Regions from separate parts of the Sus scrofa genome. Here region 2 is linked to region 1. The links are chromatin contacts, called in public Hi-C maps. All regions are on one chromosome and are shown on one strand. The core of a region is the stretch at or near the end of the contact, and the rest is flanking DNA. Distances in the headings are between cores, read along the strand shown. Region 1 holds the start of TRNAU1AP (tRNA selenocysteine 1-associated protein 1). Region 2 holds the start of NKAIN1 (sodium/potassium-transporting ATPase subunit beta-1-interacting protein 1).

Region 1 (3,877 bases), core at 556-3,055:
CCCTGTTAGAATGTAGAATGTAGGAGAGAAATGACTGCATCTGGCTTGTTTCAGTCATATATTTTGGGAATCTAGAACCCTGGCATGTAGCAGTGTCTTACACAAGAGTTATGGGCACACATGAGCTTTGAAAACAGACCTGAATTAGAGTCTTGGCTTCTCATTTAACAGCTGCGTAACTTTAAGACAGTTACTATGCTTCTCTAATAATAGTACCTAGCTCAGGGGTTTTTGTGATTTTGAAATGCTTATTACCCAGCAGATCATGATCTGTTTATATTTACCAAGCATATACCATATGCCAAACACTGTTCTAAATGCTGAATGGGAATTAATGGCACTTAGTCCTCATCAGAACTCTATGAGGTAGGTGCTATTATTATCTCCATTTTTATGGTGAAGGACAGGGAGAGGCTGAGTAACTTGCTCAAGGTCACACAGCACACAGAGCGTTCAAACCCACTCTGGCTCCAGAGTCAGCAACACATTATACTTCCTCTCAATAAGCCCTGAAATGTTAGAATTTATATCATTGTAATAATTATTATTATTTTTTTTTTTTTTGTCTTTTGTTGTTGTTGTTGTTGCTATTTCTTGGGCTGCTCCCGCGGCATATGGAGGTTCCCAGGCTAGGGGTTTAATCGGAGCTGTAGCCACCGGCCTACGCCAGAGCCACAGCAACGCGGGATCCGAGCCTCGTCTGCGACCTACACCACAGCTCACGGCAACGCCGGATCGTTAACCCACTGAGCAAGGGCAGGGACCGAACCCGCAACCTCATGGTTCCTAGTCGGATTCGTTAACCACTGCGCCACGATGGGAACTCCTGTAATAATTATTATTAGGGGTGAGAAGCCTCTGACTCTCCGAAGGATGTTTACCTTCTGAATGACACCTGCAGTTGATCTACTAAGGGAGAACTGAGAAGACAAGAGGGGAGGAGAGAACATACCCAGTGAGGCGATTTCGGATAATTTTGACGCTCATCACAGTCTCTCCCATGGTGGCAAAGGCTCTGGAGATGAAGTTCTCATCCATGTAGGGCTCCAGCTGCGCAAATATAAGAGCAGAGCAGTTCAGGTCAGTACCCAGGCTCCTCATTCCCGGATCCGGAGCCCCTCCCTGCTCAGTCCAGGGTTGGGTGCACGCTGCGGGCAGGAGTAGGGTGAGGGTGAAGAGGTTTCCATCCACTCCGGCGTTCCCAGCCTCTTGCCTTCCTTCCCTTCAAGGCTGCTCCTTTTAGGAAGCCTCCCCCTTGGATTTAGGAACCCCATTCCTGCAGTCCTCGAACCAAGGCGCACTTCAATCCTTGGGATTCTTCCCATTCTATCCACGCAAAGACCCTCCCTTTTTCCCTCCCCAGAATCCAGGCTGGGCTGGGCCCCACGACCCCTCCCCCTCCGAATCAGCCCCCGCACCTAGATGCTAGGGCCTGCTTCGGCATCACTAAAACAACTCTCCTCATTCTCTTCCACCCTTTTGGGATCCGAGGACCCCTCCCCCTCAGACCCGGCCCCTTCACCTACACGCTGGGACTTGCTTTGGCACCACTGAGAACTCCCCTCCCCATTCACTGCCACCCTCTTGAGAGCCGAGGACCCCTTCTCTTCAGACCCTTTTGCCCTCGTGACACTATATTTCTCCTCCGCTGAACCGGGCGGCCGCCCCAACTCACGTCGCCCATCCACAGGCTGGCCGCCATGCCCGAGGCCCCGCCAGGCCTACGCGAGCCTCAGAGGCTGGCGCGTACGCCGCTCCGCGGGGTTGCGGCCTCCACGGCGCATGCGCCCCCATCGCCTTCTGCGCACGCTCGGCAATTCGGCGCCCAAGGCAACGCAGACTGGCGGGTCCGGGTTTTTCCGGATCCCTGTGGGCGTGTCTCGAACCGGAGCCTGCGGGATGGGGCGGGGCAGACACCGCCTTGCGCGGGACCGTGGGGGGCGTGAATGACTGGCTTTCTCCGGACTCTTTCCGGCTTTAAACACACGCGTACGTATAGAATTATAAAAGTAGTGTATGTTCATGGCAAAAACTTAAAATAGAAGCATATTTCCTAAAGTGAAAGATCCCTTTTGGAAGCCTGGACGATCCAGTTCCACTAACTATGTATGACCTCTGGCAAATCACTGGTCTGCCTCCGCCACCCCTTCAACCTGCTTTTCTCAGGTTACGAAACGGAAAGGACAGGATTTCTGTTGACGCTGGACTGGCATCCTTCCATCATTCCCATGCATAGAACTAGGCTGTGGGAGGGGAGAGGAGGGGAGGGCTAACCAACCAACAAACAAATCAATCCCCATCTTGTCACTCTCTTGCGTCTCACGTTCCCTACAATAATCCAAACCACCAGAAGTTCTAACCTCTCCCAGGAAGAGACTTGCCATAGAAGGCCTTCAGCAGACTCGATTTCGATGGCTAGATAATCCTGACAGTTTGACTCTTCGTCTGGGAAGGTCCCAGACCTCAGCCTCAGTTTGATGCCCTTTCCTCAGAATGTGAAGATTCTGTAGATGATGATTGTCATCTCCAACACTGAAGCTCATCGCTTGATGGAGAATCCATTTCCCAGGCTCCTTCTGGGTTGATGGCCACTTATGTCCTTCCTTGCCAGTTCATATATTCCAAACTTATGTTGTTGGGGCCCAAAGTCAAGCACTCTGAAGTCTTGAGATTCAACCAAGTTGCCACATTTCCAGCTTTATCCTATTCATGGCCGTAGTAGTGTAGCGGTTGGGTGCTTCAACTACACATTTGAACAAATGGAGCCCAAATCCCAGCCCCTTCCAATTGTGTTGTTGTTATTAGCGATGTGGGTAACAGCAATGCTTACCTCATACCATGTTTGTCGTATGGAGAAATTGAGAAGTTGAGAAAGCACTTGGCCTAATGCCTGGCATCCAGTAAGCTCTCCAACACAGCAGCTGGAGGACTTGGAATTATGACTGATAACTCTTGAGTACTAAAATTTGCCAGCCCTTGTGGGGTGCTCTTTGATTACTATTTTTAAAATTTATTTTACTTGTGCAAGACTTGTAAGTGTTTATTTTTAATTTAAAATGTAAGCTTCATCAGACAGGATTCCTTGTTGTTTCTAATCAAATTCCCACAACAATGTCTGGCATATGGGAGGCACTGAAAACATTTTTGAATTTGTCATAAATACTAAACAGTTCTCTCCTATCCCATCTATCCCTGCCCCTGAAGGCAACCACTTCCAAATCTTTTCCCTAAAATCCAAGTATTTCTAAATAACATACTTTCTCTTCATTTGTGGTTTCAGATCTTTTTAAGGACTGCACCTCATACATACACTTCACCATCTTGTAATTATAATTTTTCAAAATATCAAACACTTACATTATTATGACTTTGTAAACATTATTTATAGCTGAACCATATGGGGTGATTACATTTGTTTTCAGGTAACCAATTCAGGTTGGAGGAGAATGGGGGAAAAGATAAAATTGAGCGTATTTGATGTGTTTGAACACAAAAAAAGGAGATTTACTTCTCATAGACACTGACATTAAATTAATGATACTTATACCAAAAAACTAAGCATGTGAAAAACAAGGCGATTATTAACCACAGGGAATTTTAAAATGTGCAATGGTCATAATAGCAAAGACTTCTGGAACATTTACTCTGTGCCCAACACTGTTCTAACATATGTAAACACCTACAGAGAGCTTTATAACTCTTACATCCAATACAGGGAAAAGGAACTGAGGTTTTGGGCTCAGGTGGAGGCTGATTTAATCACCAGCCTAGGGAGTTCCCCTGTGGCTCAGCAGGTTCAGGACCCAGCACTGTCACTACTGTGGCTCAGGTTGCTGAGGTGCATGAGATGCGTGTTCAATCCCTGGCCCAGGAACTT
Region 2 (3,766 bases), core at 1,229-3,728, 2.3 Mb before region 1:
AGTCATGGAACCTGGTTGGATACAGCTGTTACTTGTCAAGCATAGCTGAGAAAATTCCCACTGTTCGCTCAGCTTATCGTTCTTAGTGAAAGACCTCAGCTCACATAATTTCAACTCTACAAATAGTCTGTGTGTTTTAAAATACCGAGGGGGGAGTTCCCATTGTGGGTCAGCAGTAACGAACCCGACTAGTACCCATGAGGACGTGAGTTCGATCCCTGGCCTTGCTCAGTGGGTTAAGGAGCCGGCGTTGCCATGAGCTGTGGTGTAGGTCAAAGATGGGCTCAGAACCTGAGTTGCCGTGGCTTTGGTGTAGACCCCTACCTAGCCTGGGAATTTCTATATGCAGTGGTGCGGCCCTAAAAAGACAAAAACTAAATAAAATAAAATAAAATAAAATACTGAGAAGCATGCAGACAAGTGGGTGGAAGAGGGAGACCAGTGAAGAGACCATTTAAGACCAAGGAGAAGACACAGCTGTCTTCAGGGGTGTGCGTTCTCTGCAGTAATACTGGGCCCTCCCTGTCCTTGGCTTAATGCTCTGCTGTCTTCATTTCTAATGAGCCTCAAGGAGCCTTGCATTTTCATTCTGCACTGGATCCCACAAATTATGTAGCCAGTCCTAGGAGAAGATAATCATGTATTTGAGTGCTCATTATGTAAGCAGCATACAAGTGGCAATGCTGCAACTGGAACCCAGGCTTCTTGGGTCCAGAACCATGGGTCTCAATCTGTCACAATGCTTTCTGAGACCGGGGGCTGGTAAGAGCTGAGAGGAAAAGAAAGAATAAGAAATGTTTCGGAGTTCCCGTCATGGCTCAGCAGTAATGGGACCCAACTAGTATCCATTAGCATGGGGGTTCCATCCCTGGCCTACCTCAGTGGGTTGGAGATCCCATCTGGCATTGTCATGAGCTGTGTTGTAAGTTGCAGACATGGCTCAGATCCCAAGTTGCTGTGGCTGTGGTATAGGCTGGCAGCTGCAGCTCTTGATTTGACCCCTAGCCTGGGAACTTCCATATGCCAAGGTAAGGCCCTAAAAAGACAAAACAAACAAACAAATAAAAAAACAACAGGAAGAAAAGAAATAACGCTTCTTCCGCCAGAACACTATTCTCCACTCCTCTGCTTCTCCTTCCCTCCAACTCTCTTCCCAGTGTCAATGCCTTGTTCTCATGGAGGCCTTTTCTGATCTCTAAATCTGAATTATGGCACCCTTATTCTTTTATTCTTTATTGTCCTTTAAAGTACTCATCAGAATTATGTATTTGTATGTTTTCTGGAGTTAATGATAATCCATCACTAGACTATTCTCTCAATGAGTGTGCAGAGACTGGTTCATTTCCTTATGCCTAGTAGAGAACCTGGTACATGGTAGGTATTTCATAGATATTAGCTGGAAGGTGAGTTCACAGAATGTAATGACAGGTCAGATGGAACAAGAAGCCTGGAAGATGATGCAGGGATTCCCACCTGAGTGATGACTATAAGAAGTTAGGAGTGGGGCTGGGATGGTTAAATGGATTGGGGGTGTGTTTGAGGGTTTGAGTGCTTTTCGGGGGGGGGTGTTTTGGAGAAGGCAGTCATCCACTGGCAAGCCCATTCTGACTCCCCACTACAGCCTGGGTTAGAGGCTGACCACAGTCCCCCTTGGCAGACTTCTGTCATCAGGCACCTTGTACCCACGCCCCTGGGAACTTGCCATTCCCCAGACTGGGAAGCTCAGGGGGTTTTGGAGCAGTGCTGCAGGCCTCATCGCTGGATCACAGGGCCTCCAGTGGTGTGTATGCAGCACAATAAATTCCAGTAGAAGGAAAGAGGAAGGAAGAAAATGTGGACAGGCACTCGGGAGGGAGGCTGGGATGGAGATGTGGGAACTGGAGTGGAATTAGAGTCAAGATTGGACTCACAGGGGCCTATAGACAAGGTGGACACAGGACTGCTCCGGCACCCCGAGGAGGCCAGACACAGAGCTAAGTGCTTTAGTCACATAATTGCATTTACTCTTTTTTTTTTTTTTTTTTTTCTTTTTAGCCACGGCATATGGAAGTTCCTAGGCCAGGGGTCCAACCTGCCACGGTAGCAACCCGAGTCATAGCAGTGACAATGCTGCATCCTTAACTTGCTGAGCCAGAAGGGAACTCCCTACGTTTCATCTTCGTGGCTGCTTTGAAGCAGTCATTATTATTCCTACTTTGTTAAGAAAACTGAGGCCTAGAGAGGTGTTGTGATTTGCCCAAGGTCGCAGAGCGAGTGAGCAGTGAAGTCTGGATTTGACCCGGGGCTATCGGCCCCCAAGGGCGCACTCTTCCCACTTCACTCCTTGCCTCTCACCAGTGGCTCTCTGCTTTCTTACTCCTTCTCTCCTCCCCTCCGCTCCCTCGGCCGCCCCGCCCACCCCTCTCCTCCCCTCCCCCCCTCCCCCCTCCCCTCTCCCCCTGCTCCCCTCCCTCCCTCTCGGCGGCGGCGGCAGCGGCGGAGCCACGTGGTGGGGCCGGGAAGCCGCGGCCGCCGAGCGCTCGGGCGGCTGCCCCAGCTGGGCAGTGAGGCTCTGCGCTGCGCCGCGCTCGGTGCCTGCGCTCCCCGCTCCGCGATCCCCGCCAGCCGCCTCCGGGCAGGAGGCGCGCTTGGCGGCCGGCCGGCCAGACAAAGGAGGTGCGGCGCGGTAGAACCGGCGCGCGGGCGGACGGACCATGGACTCCGAGCGCGAGCGGCCGGCTCCAGCCCTGAGGACCCGGCGCTCCCGGGCCCGGCCCTAGGCGTCCGGCCCCGCCGCCCGGGGCGCCCAGCGGGGAGGACGCAGAGTCCGCGCGGCGCGGAGAAGGCGGCGGCCGCTGAGCTAGAGGGGCGCCGCGGCGGACCGCGCGCGCGGCCCCCAGGGCCATGGGCAAGTGCAGCGGGCGCTGCACGCTGGTCGCCTTCTGCTGCCTGCAGCTGGTGAGCACCGCGCGCCCCGGTGCGGGGCCGGGTGGGGCGCGGCGGGGCGGGGTCCCGGGGCGTGCGAGTGGGGTGTTGTGTCTGTGTAGGGGTGTCGGGGAGCGCCCGGGTTGGGGGGGTGGCCTGGAGTCACGGAGCGGACGGGCGGAGCCTGCTCCTGCTGGCCGGGCTGTCTCTTTGTGTGCGCTTCTCGCCCGGCGCTCCCCAGTCCCCGAGTGCGTCCTGTGCGCGAGTCCCTGGCCCGCCCCGCGCCTGGGGCTCCACGCGTCTGGCCCGCTCTGTACCAGTGGCCTCCTGTTGGGGAGATGCGCCTTGGGACTGTGCCTCACTGGGGTTGGGGGTGTGTCCGAGACTGGTGTGTGGATCCGTTGAGGTCCCCGCCGTGTGTTTTCCTCTAGACCCTGCGCGGGTCTCTGCCTCTGGTCTCCGCCCCTGTGAGTGTTTCTCACAAAGTCTCTGCTCCTGTGTGTCTCTCCCCGGGTTTCTCCTTGATCTCCAACCATTTCTAGTCCATGTTCATCTGTGCGTGTTGCGATCTTAGACTCCAAGAACCGTTCACTCCTTTGTGCTGTTCCTGCCTCCCTCCACCCTCCTGACTGGGCAGGTCTAGGAATGGAGAGCCACCTCCCTGGAGAGGGTCGCAAGGAGCTACCAGGTCCTGGGCCAGTCTGATCCACCAGGTGTGGGACCTCACTCCTGGCTTTGGCTGTGGTCACTGGCTTTCCTTCGGTCATCAGTTCCATCAGGACAGGGGTGGTGATGAAAGCAGGGGGACAGGCAAGACCAGCTCCTCTGCCTGGGCTGCCACTCCTGGGGGTTGAGGATACTT

Evidence for each region. Hi-C and Micro-C count contacts between places; a contact is called where the count stands out from the background.
Region 2: a contact with region 1 is called in a Hi-C map of undifferentiated spermatogonia, with 8 times the contacts expected there. The contact joins the promoter of NKAIN1 here to the promoter of TRNAU1AP in region 1. A contact is called at or near these places in 9 of 47 Hi-C or Micro-C datasets (embryonic fibroblasts, epiblast stem cells, fetal liver and 6 more).

Annotation. Positions count from the first base shown.
Region 1 is chr6:85,565,358-85,569,234 of Sscrofa11.1, reverse strand. TRNAU1AP (tRNA selenocysteine 1-associated protein 1) reads right to left here and starts at 1,805. Exons shown (of 8, transcript XM_005665150.3): 1 at 1,676-1,805; 2 at 953-1,050. The coding sequence starts at 1,702. It overlaps RCC1 (regulator of chromosome condensation), which reads right to left. Exons shown (of 11, transcript XM_005665141.3): 11 at 3,374-3,877.
Region 2 is chr6:87,824,528-87,828,293 of Sscrofa11.1, reverse strand. It overlaps NKAIN1 (sodium/potassium-transporting ATPase subunit beta-1-interacting protein 1), which reads left to right and starts at 2,478. Exons shown (of 8, transcript XM_003127748.5): 1 at 2,478-2,937. The coding sequence starts at 2,884.